Linked DNA regions of Pan troglodytes: region 1 is linked to region 2. The links are chromatin contacts, called in public HiChIP or PLAC-seq maps. All regions are on one chromosome and are shown on one strand. The core of a region is the stretch at or near the end of the contact, and the rest is flanking DNA. Distances in the headings are between cores, read along the strand shown.

Region 1 (4,474 bases), core at 1,292-3,791, 75 kb before region 2:
CATCCTGGCCAACATGGTGAAACACTGTCTCTACTAAAAATACAAAAATTAGCTGGGAGTGGTGGCACGCACTTGTAGTCCCAGCTACCCAGGAGGCTGAGGCATGAGAATCACTTGAACACAGGAGGGGGAGGTTGCAGTGAGCTGAGATGGCGCCACTGCACTCCAGCCTGGCGACAGAGTGAGACTCCGTCTCAAAAAAAAAAAAAAAAAAAAAAAAAAAAAACTGGGCATGGTGGCGTGTGCCTGTAGTCCTAGCTACTCGGGAGGCTGAGGCAGGAGAATCGCTTGAACCTTGGAGGTAGAGGTTATGGTGAGCCAAGATCGCGCCATTGCACTCCAGCCTGGGCAACGGAGCAAGACTCCGTGTCAAAAAAAAAAAAAAAAAAAAAGATGTTATGTGATTTTCTTAATTTTCCTAAAATTTTTTTCCTTCCTTCCTTTCTCTCTCTCTCTCTCTCTCTCTCTTTCTTTCTTTTATTGAGACAGAGTCTCGCCTCGCTTTGTCGCCCAGGCTGGAGTGCAATGGCCCAATGTCCGCCAACTGCCACCTTTGCCACCCTAGGTCAAGCGGTTCTTGTGCCTCAGCCTCCCAAGTAGCTGGGACTGCAGGTGTGTGCCACACCTGGCTAATTTTTTTTGTATTTTTAGTAGAGACGGGGTTTTGCCATGTTGATCAGGCTGGTCTTGAACTCCTGACCTCAGGTGATCCACCCACCTCGCCTCCCAAAGTGCTGGTATTGCAGGCGTGAGCCACTGAGCCCGGCCTCCTAAAATGTTTTAAGTACAAACGAATTAATTTTTTAAAACCATGATTATGGGTCCTTCAGTTCAAGGTCACTGAGAAAGTGGGAGTCAGGATTGGAACCCATTACTGGACAACTTCCAGTGGATGTGGAATTTTCTGGACTCTCTTCCAGTGACCCCAGTCTTCCGCCTTTATTGTCCTTCCAGTTTCAGGGCTCCTCTCACTCCAGGCTGGGCCTCCACCTCCAGCTGTGGCCCTCATCCCGGAGACTAGGACAGAGCAGAGGAGGGCTTCATAGTGATGGGCCCCCAGGCCTGGGCCCTTGAGTGAGGCTGGCATCAAGGTATCCTGTGGCATACCGCCCCCCACCCCATCCAGTTCCCTGGGCAGCCACCATTGCGTTTGTCCCTGTGTCTCCGGTATTAACACCTGGCGAGGAAGTGTTGGAAGGAGACCCACTACAAGGCAGCCTCACCAGCTGTGTGATTTGGTAATTTGGCCAGATTAAGGAAGGAAAGCGCGTTCGCCTGGAGTGTGGAATGAACTTACAGTTATCAGCGCTGCCGTCACTGTCGCCGCATGTGAGACACCCCCTCCTCCCCAAGGCCAGTGATTGCGCCAGAGCTCCTGCGCGCTGGCAAGCAGGTGACGCCGCGGGTGACGGCCAGCCAGGGCGGGGGTTGTGGGGGCGGGAGGCAAGGGGAGAAGAGGGCATGTTCCCGTCGGTGAAGCGAGAACTCACCCGTGGTCCAAAGCAACGAGGGCGGGGGGCACCCTCCATCTCTACCGCACTCCCTCGGGGCATACACTGGCGCGCTCCGCGTCCTCAGGTGCTCCGAGCTTCCCCGCGTCACCCGCAGCCAGGGCGCCCCCCGCGACGCCGCCATTCATTCCTCCTACACTGCGAGCGCACCACTCCAGAGCCGCGGGGGGCTCCAGCCACCGGACTAGGGCTGGGGGTGTCTGCCCTGGTGTGCGCGCGTCGGCCCAGTTACTATAGACCCCTCCTAGGAGAGACTGAAATACCCAGATTCAGGAGACGGAGACACTGTGGCACAGAGATACAGGAGTCAAGAATGGAGATAGATGGAGAAAGGCAGACACTTAAGGGACAGGCATAGACAAAGGCCATAACACAGCGAAAGAGATACGGGGCACAGAGACAGAGATACAGACACTTAGAGATGGACTGACACATACAAAGGCGGAGACAGAGACACAGACCGGCACTCAGAGACGCACGGACCCTGACGATCTACTTAAGACCAGAGCAACTAGTACAAGAGCGCGTCAGCGGCAAGGGCACCATCCCACTGGCCCGAGCTCTTCCCGCGCTGTGGGTTCGTGCCTTCCCCAGTCACCCTGTACCCGAGTCTCCTCCCCGCGCATTTCCCGCTCCCCGCTTTCCATTGCCAGCCCTGCGGCCGCCTTCCCGCCCCAACGCGCCCGGCCAGCTTTTGCCCCCCTGCTCCCAGTCCCCCTTGCACGCCTCTCCCAGCCTAGGGGTCAGACCCTCCCCCAAGCTCCTCCAGTACCAGGCTCGATCCCACCCCCCTTCGGTCCCGCCCCTCCCCGCCAGGTCCCAGCCGGGTTGGCTGGTACTATTCCCCAAGACCCACGTGCTGGCCATTCCCCGCCACAGTGCGGGAACCTCCCACTCCAGCTGCCTCTGTTCCGGGGGTAGCTGGGCGCGCTCCTGCCCCCGGCCCCGCCTCTTTCCCCTGGCCAGTGCCCGCCCCGCCTCCACCGCGCCCCGCCCGCCGTGCTCTGCCGCAGTCGGGCGCTCATCGTCATTCCGCTCTTGCCGCCGCCGCCGCCACCCCCGCCCCCCGCCCCCGCCCCCGCCCGGTCCCCGCCACCGCCGCCGCCGCCGCCTGCCCAGCGGCCCGGGAGGCGGAGGCGCGGGGGAGGAGGCCCCGCTTGGCTCCTCAGCCCCGGATGCTGCATGACTTCATCCTTCCGCCGGCTCCCCTGCTGAGGTAGGGCCGGTCCGGCAGCAAGCCCGCCGCCCGCGCCCCGCCGCAGTCCCGCTCCCGCCCCGCGCCCACCCCGCGCCCGCCATGTCCGAGATCCTGCCCTACAGCGAAGACAAGATGGGCCGCTTCGGCGCAGACCCCGAGGGCTCCGACCTCTCCTTCAGCTGCCGCCTGCAGGACACCAACTCCTTCTTCGCGGGCAACCAGGCCAAGCGACCCCCCAAGCTGGGCCAGATCGGCCGAGCCAAGCGAGGTACGCGGCCCGGGCCCGGAGTCGCCGCCTGACCCAGAAACCCTCCGCCGGGCGCCCCCGGCTGCCGTTCCCCGCCGAGTGCCCGCAGCTCTTGCCGCAGACCAGCGCACCAGCCGCTCTTCGGCCCGGGCTGGAGGGGGGGGTCCCCGCTGCAGTGTGTGTCCCCCTCTTCCCTTCTCCCGGGAACACGGTGCCCCGGATTCGATGCTCGCCACCTCTGGAAGCAGAGCCCTGGCACCCGGGCGAGGGGGAGGGGCCGGTCGGGGCATTTGGGGCTGCACGGAAGTGGGAACACGGGGTAACGGGCTGATTCTTTGGGATCAAATACTGAGTCGGTGGACAGTACGAAGAACCTTCGGGTCGAGAGGGGCGTCTAACAAGAGAGGGCAGGAGGCCGGGGGTCCGCTTGTCTTGGTTGTTTGCATGGGGAGGGGAGCTCTGTTGGTGCCAGGATCGGAAGAGGGGTTCCAGCGGCGAGAGGGCTCAGGTTGAGGAGAGGGCTGGACCAGCTGGATACTCGGTTTGAGCCCCATTTGAGCAGGGGGATCTGTTGAAGTGCGGGTTGAAGAGGGGGATTCCGTGAGCAAGAGGTTTCTGATCAACTCAGAGGGAGGAAGGCTCAGGTGGCAGGAGGGCTCGCACTGGGAGGGAGAATAGCTGGAGCCTTTGGAAGAGGGGCGTTCCGCCATCGGGAGGGGAGGGGGTCTAGGCTTGGCGGCAGGTTGGGTCTCCAGAAGAGTTCGGACGGGGAGGACACCGCGGCACAGGGTTCCGAGGGGCGTCGCTGGGCCACGGGCAGTAGCTGCGCGGGAAGCTAGGACGCGGGGCTCATTCTCATCGCCGCCGCCCCCCGAGGCTGCGCGGCTGACGCGCTTTCTCCCTGCGCAGTGGTGATCGAGGATGACCGGATAGACGACGTGCTGAAGGGGATGGGGGAGAAGCCGCCGTCCGGAGTGTAGACGCGCCGGCTCGGGCGGCGGGCTCCGGGCCCAGCCTCGCAGCGGCCAGGAGCGCGGGCCGGCGATGCGGCTGCCGGCGCCCCCCCGCCCCGGCCCAGGCGCCCGCGGGCGGGGGCTGCGGGGCCGTGCCGCCGCCGCCGCCAGGCACTCCGGAGCTGTCCGCTTCAGCACCACGGCGGCCGCGGTAGCGGCGGCGCGGACCCGCCCGGAACCCGCCGCCGCGCTCATGCACTTTAAAACCTCGGGCCGCAGCCCCACCCCGCACACCGGAACGGACACGGAGACCCGCGGCCCCCAGCCCCCGGCCCGCCCCCTCCCGCACGGCTCCCCTGCCCCGCCCCCCTCCGGCCAGTCTGGTCTGCAGACCGGGCGGCCGCCGGTGTCGGACCGCGCGCGGCCAGGGATGTTTGGCTGCGTACTTGCATGAGCTTTCCACCCACTTGAGCCCAGTCCTCCGGGCCGTTCCTCGCCCCCACCCCTGTCTGGCGTGACCCCAGCCTCAGCCTCTTTCTAAGGGACTTCCTCAGCACATTTGTAT
Region 2 (4,598 bases), core at 1,487-3,986:
AAAGGAAATCTGAAGGAGGGAGGGGGAGCTTTAAATACCTGGCAGGTGCCTTGTCAGCCTCAATCTCCTCCAGTTTGGCATAGATTTCTGCCAGCTCTGCAGCTTCAGAGCCCTCCGCCCTGGAGGGAGGAGAAACAGCAATTGGCCTAAGCGGGGGCAGTCTAGGAGGATGTCCTGCACCCTATACCGTTGGAAAGGCCATTGGCTACCTTGTGGCTGGAAGAGGAAGAGAATACAGGAAGGGTTTGCACAGTGCTCATTACCTTGGGCACTATGGAAATGGGCACTGTGGAAAGAACAAGAAAGGGCAATGGGCACTGTGGAAAGAACAAGGGCTTCTGAGTCCCAGAGTGCCAAGTTCTAAGCTCTGCTGATTACTAGGATGTACATGCAAATTATGGATTGTTCCAGGATGGCAGGCGCTCTGTAAGCGACAGCGGCTGCTAGTTACTCCCTAGCCGGGAGTCCTCACCTGCCAGCAGCAATCTGGGCACTGAGCTCCCGCTCCCTCCGTAGCAAATCCTCTCGCACACTGTCACTCTCCAGCACACTCTGCAGGGCAGGAGTGTCATCTCCAGCAACCTCTTGCTCAACGTGCAGCAGGGAAATGTGGGCTGGAACCCGCAGACTCCGGGTGGCCAGCATCTTCAGTAACGTTGTCTTCCCCAACCCATTCCGCCCCACCAGCCCGTAACGGCGGCCCCATGCCAGGTTCACATCCGCTCCAGCCAGCAGTACTCTGCAGGAGTGGAGAAAGGAGACCAAAGATGCTCTAGAAATAGGTGCACAGCAAGTTTAACGACAAACCTAACATTGTTTATAGCCCCGTTTCACCTCTCCAAATTGTCCTCTAATTAGAAAAAGAAAGCCAACCCCTGCCACCACTATTCCCTCACCTATCGCCAAAAGACACATCAAAGTTCTCAATTCGCACATCATAGGATTTGTTCTTGCCAGATGATTCCAACCGACTCTCCTTTCTGCTGCCTGCCTGGCTGGCTGATGCCTCTTCTAAGACTCTTTAAAGGGAGAAATGGACAGCTCTTAGTGCTCCCCACCACCTTCTGTCCAGGCAAAAGCTGCTCTGCTCTCTTCTGAGCCATGCTTCCCCCACTCACAGAGGGTTGCTGGTCTTGAGCGTGTCCTTCTCTGAGCGCTTCTCCTGCTTTGCCTTAAGTCGAGCCTCGGCCTTCTCTAACTTCTTTGCATTCACTGTCTAAGGGTCCAAACACATCGACTTCACTCTCGGGTGTAGGCTCAGAAAGGAACCCCAAGAGAGAACATCTCGAGTAAACCCTCTTAACTTACCCATGATGAACAGACTCAAAGGCTCAGGAAAAGACATAGCCAGAAATCCCCCCAAAAGATACTCCAATTAGACAGTCAACTCCCAACCCCATCACAGACAGTCCCCTCCCTTGCTTCCTCCTCCTCACCGAGGACTGTTCCCTCTTTAGCAGTCCTGGAAGTTTGGTTCCACAGTCTGTAAGCGATAAGAAAAGCAGTCACCTTCTCCCTGAGGGAAGGGAAACTAACATTTTGAGTGACTAATATGAACCAGGCACAGACACAGACGTTTTCTACAAAACCTTATAATACTGCAGATAGATGGCTATTATCTTCCCTGCACTAAAAACAAAACAAAACAAAACAAAACTCACGTAGAAGGATACAGAGGCATAGACGAGGCTGGGGACAGATAACCAACTCTTACAAGATCATGCAGCTGGTTAGCAAGTTGCAAAACTGGGGGTGAAAGCACGTCTGTCCAGCTCCACGCTCTTATGCTTCCTACCCTACCCAAGAGTCTGGAGGGAGAACCCTCCAACCTCCTCCCCACCCCCATCATGGGCTTTTCTGCCCTCGGTAAAGACATCAACTAGCTCCTACAACCTTGTCCTGTGGAAAAGACGTAGGAGCCCTAAGCTGCAGGCAGCAGATGGTTGGGGGCGGAGAAAAGCACAGGGGGGCAGTTAGTTCAACCTCCCCTCACTCTCACCGTAGTTCTCCGTTATCTTTGACAACTGGATAGGGGCGTCCAGTAGCACCTGGCTATTTCCCTGGCTTTGTGGCTCAGCCCTATGTGGGTAGGGATAGAAAGCGCACAGTTAGGAGTTAAGGGAAAAGCTCTATGGCCATCAGATCTTCTTCCCCCACCTCTTGTCTCCGGACCGTTCGCCGTCCCTTCGCCCCCATCAACTCCTACTCCCTGGCACATACAGACGCAGAGTGTTGTACATGCGCTGGCACACGGCCCTGATGCCCGCGTCATCCTTGCTGTCCCCGGACACCTCTTGCAATAGTTCCCCTACAGCTTCCACCAGGTCATCCACAGACTCGAAGTCCGCGCTGCCGCTGTGCAAGACGCCTGGGCAGGGCGTGGTAGAACGAGGAAGGTATCGGGTAGGGTGGACACACAAGCAGTTTCAGTCCCCAGACAGAGGCCCCAGTCCAGGCTCCAGACCCAACCAGCCCCCGGGACAAGAGGTCATGCAGAGGAGAGGCCTGGCAACAGTCCCAGGCACGACGCTCGCTTAGACTTTTCCCTGGCCTCCACTTCGGTCTCCCCAGCCGGCCGATTCAGTTCTGCTTACCGGTCACGTAGTCGAAGACTTGTCCGTCAATTTCGGGGAACTCGCTCCGCAGGATTTCGGCGCAAGTCGCCATGTTCCACTCAGGAACCCGTCCGCGCAGTCGCTGTGAGACCCCGGCCTAGGCCCGCCCCCCGCCCTGCCCCCGAAATCTCGCCCTTCCTTGCAAGGCGCATGTGTAGCGGTGACGCAGGAAAGGAGCGGAGTGCGTGGAGCCCGGTGGGCGGGGCGAGCGGGGCCTTGAGGAGAGGCGCCGAGTCTGCGCCGGAGCCGCGCTCTCTGCGCGTGCGCGACACCTTTTCCGCTGAAAGATTAGCCACATGTGCGGTTCTCGCTGCCTTCTGGGAGGCGGAGTTCCGGGAGCGAGGGGTGGGGCAAGGGCTGGGAGCTCAAGGTTTATCGGGGCCGCGAGGCACCCGTGGTCTGGCGGGTGGGAGCCTCCCAAGAGGCAGGCGGCTGATAAAGCACTTTGGCTTTGCCAGGTTTTATGCGCTCCCTGGAGGCGCGTCTGCTGCTGGTGCGTACCCAGTCAGGCCCATTTTGGAGCCTGCCCAGAGCTTTGCTGACTCACCCCGGTCCCTGACTCTCAGAAGCCCCCTGCTCAGTGCTTTGCTTTCGCGGGTCCCCAGACCCTACGGGCTCCTCAGCCTGGTGGCCAGCGCCACCCGCCTCCCCGCCGCGACCGCCTTTTCACTGTATAATTCAGCCGACCTTTGTGAATTAAGCCCATTCAGTTCTTCCACCACCCCAGGGCACGACCAAATCCACCGCCAAAGGGCAAGAAAACCAGGACAACGTGGCCTGTATAAATTATTCCCTACCTACACCCTGAGCAGACTTCTCTGCACTCAATAAATGCCAATAAAAGGCTATTTCCTTTCACCGATTCCCTCGGGAAGTTAGGAATTTCCTCCAAAATGATGCTACTGCTTTATATTTAACGTGAATATTCCTCCAATTGGTCTCTAAAAGTGGCACCGAAAATTACATTATTACCCATTCATCCCTTTGGATTAAACATTGCCATCATGAGGAATCAATCCCGATATTGAACCATTTTACAGGAAATACAGGTAAAGAGGAATATTTTAAGTGACTTCATGGGGACAACAGGCAAATTCTGATGGGGTAAACTACAGAACTCTGGTTTCTTCGACAAAATTGCAAGACCTGAAGGGAAACATCAATTTTTAAAATTTGAGAAGCATTAACCAACCACAATGGACCTTATCTGGAAAAATTTGATAAGACACCTGGTTAAGTGAACACAGACTGGATGTGATATTAAGGAACTGGCCACGCATTGATCATAGTTGAAGCTGGGTGATAAGACATGGAGATTCATTATATTCTTTTTTTTTTTTTTTAATTTGAGAAGGAGTTTCGCTCTTGTTGCCCAGGCTGGAGTACAATGGCGTGATCTTGGCTCACCGCAGCCTCCACCTCCTGGGTTCAAGCGATTCTCCTGCCTCAGCCCCCGAATAGCTGGGATTACCGGCATGCACCACCACGCCCGGCTAATTTTGTAATTTTAGTAGAGACGAGGTTTCCCCATGTTGGTCAGGCTGGTCTCGAATTCCGGACCTCGGGTGATCCACCCGCCTCGGCCTCCAAAAGTGCTGGGATTACAGTGTGAGCCACCGTGCCCAGTCCATTATATTATTCTCCTTGCAAATCTTTCCTCCTACCACCCAGTCAGCAAGATTTGGGAAGCTTGGGTAAATGATGGAATTAAAAGGTCAATTTCTTAGGATGGCTACAAGACCAAATGTAAACTTCACACTTAATCTATGCTTAATCTAATTAGAAAACATCTGCCTAAGAATTAGAGAAAGAGCTGGGTGCTGTGGTGGTGCGTGCTTGTGATCCCAGCTACTCCAGAGGCTGAGGCAGGTAAGATCTCTTGAGCCTAGGAGTCCGAGGACCAGGGGGAATAAAAAGGAGCTAGGGAAAGAATCTATCCCCAGGGTACTGGGGCCCGCTGCGGCTGCTTGCCCTTGAGGCTTT

What was found. HiChIP or PLAC-seq counts read pairs in DNA pulled down with a chosen protein or histone mark.
Region 1: an H3K4me3 HiChIP or PLAC-seq map of stem cell-derived excitatory neurons shows a contact between it and region 2, with 2.0 times the contacts expected there. The contact joins the promoter of CAMK2N2 here to the promoter of ABCF3 in region 2. A contact is called at or near these places in 1 of 7 Hi-C or Micro-C datasets (stem cell-derived neural progenitor cells) and 1 of 1 datasets of contacts at active chromatin or transcription factors (stem cell-derived excitatory neurons).

Annotation. Positions count from the first base shown.
Region 1 is chr2:187,442,404-187,446,877 of NHGRI_mPanTro3-v2.0_pri, reverse strand. CAMK2N2 (calcium/calmodulin dependent protein kinase II inhibitor 2) reads left to right here and starts at 2,541. Exons shown (of 2, transcript XM_001149517.6): 1 at 2,541-2,977; 2 at 3,866-4,474. The coding sequence starts at 2,809. The coding sequence ends at 3,936.
Region 2 is chr2:187,367,207-187,371,804 of NHGRI_mPanTro3-v2.0_pri, reverse strand. ABCF3 (ATP binding cassette subfamily F member 3) reads right to left here and starts at 2,736. Exons shown (of 21, transcript XM_516910.7): 1 at 2,595-2,736; 2 at 2,221-2,368; 3 at 2,000-2,079; 4 at 1,437-1,483; 5 at 1,119-1,216; 6 at 897-1,019; 7 at 473-739; 8 at 39-119. The coding sequence starts at 2,667.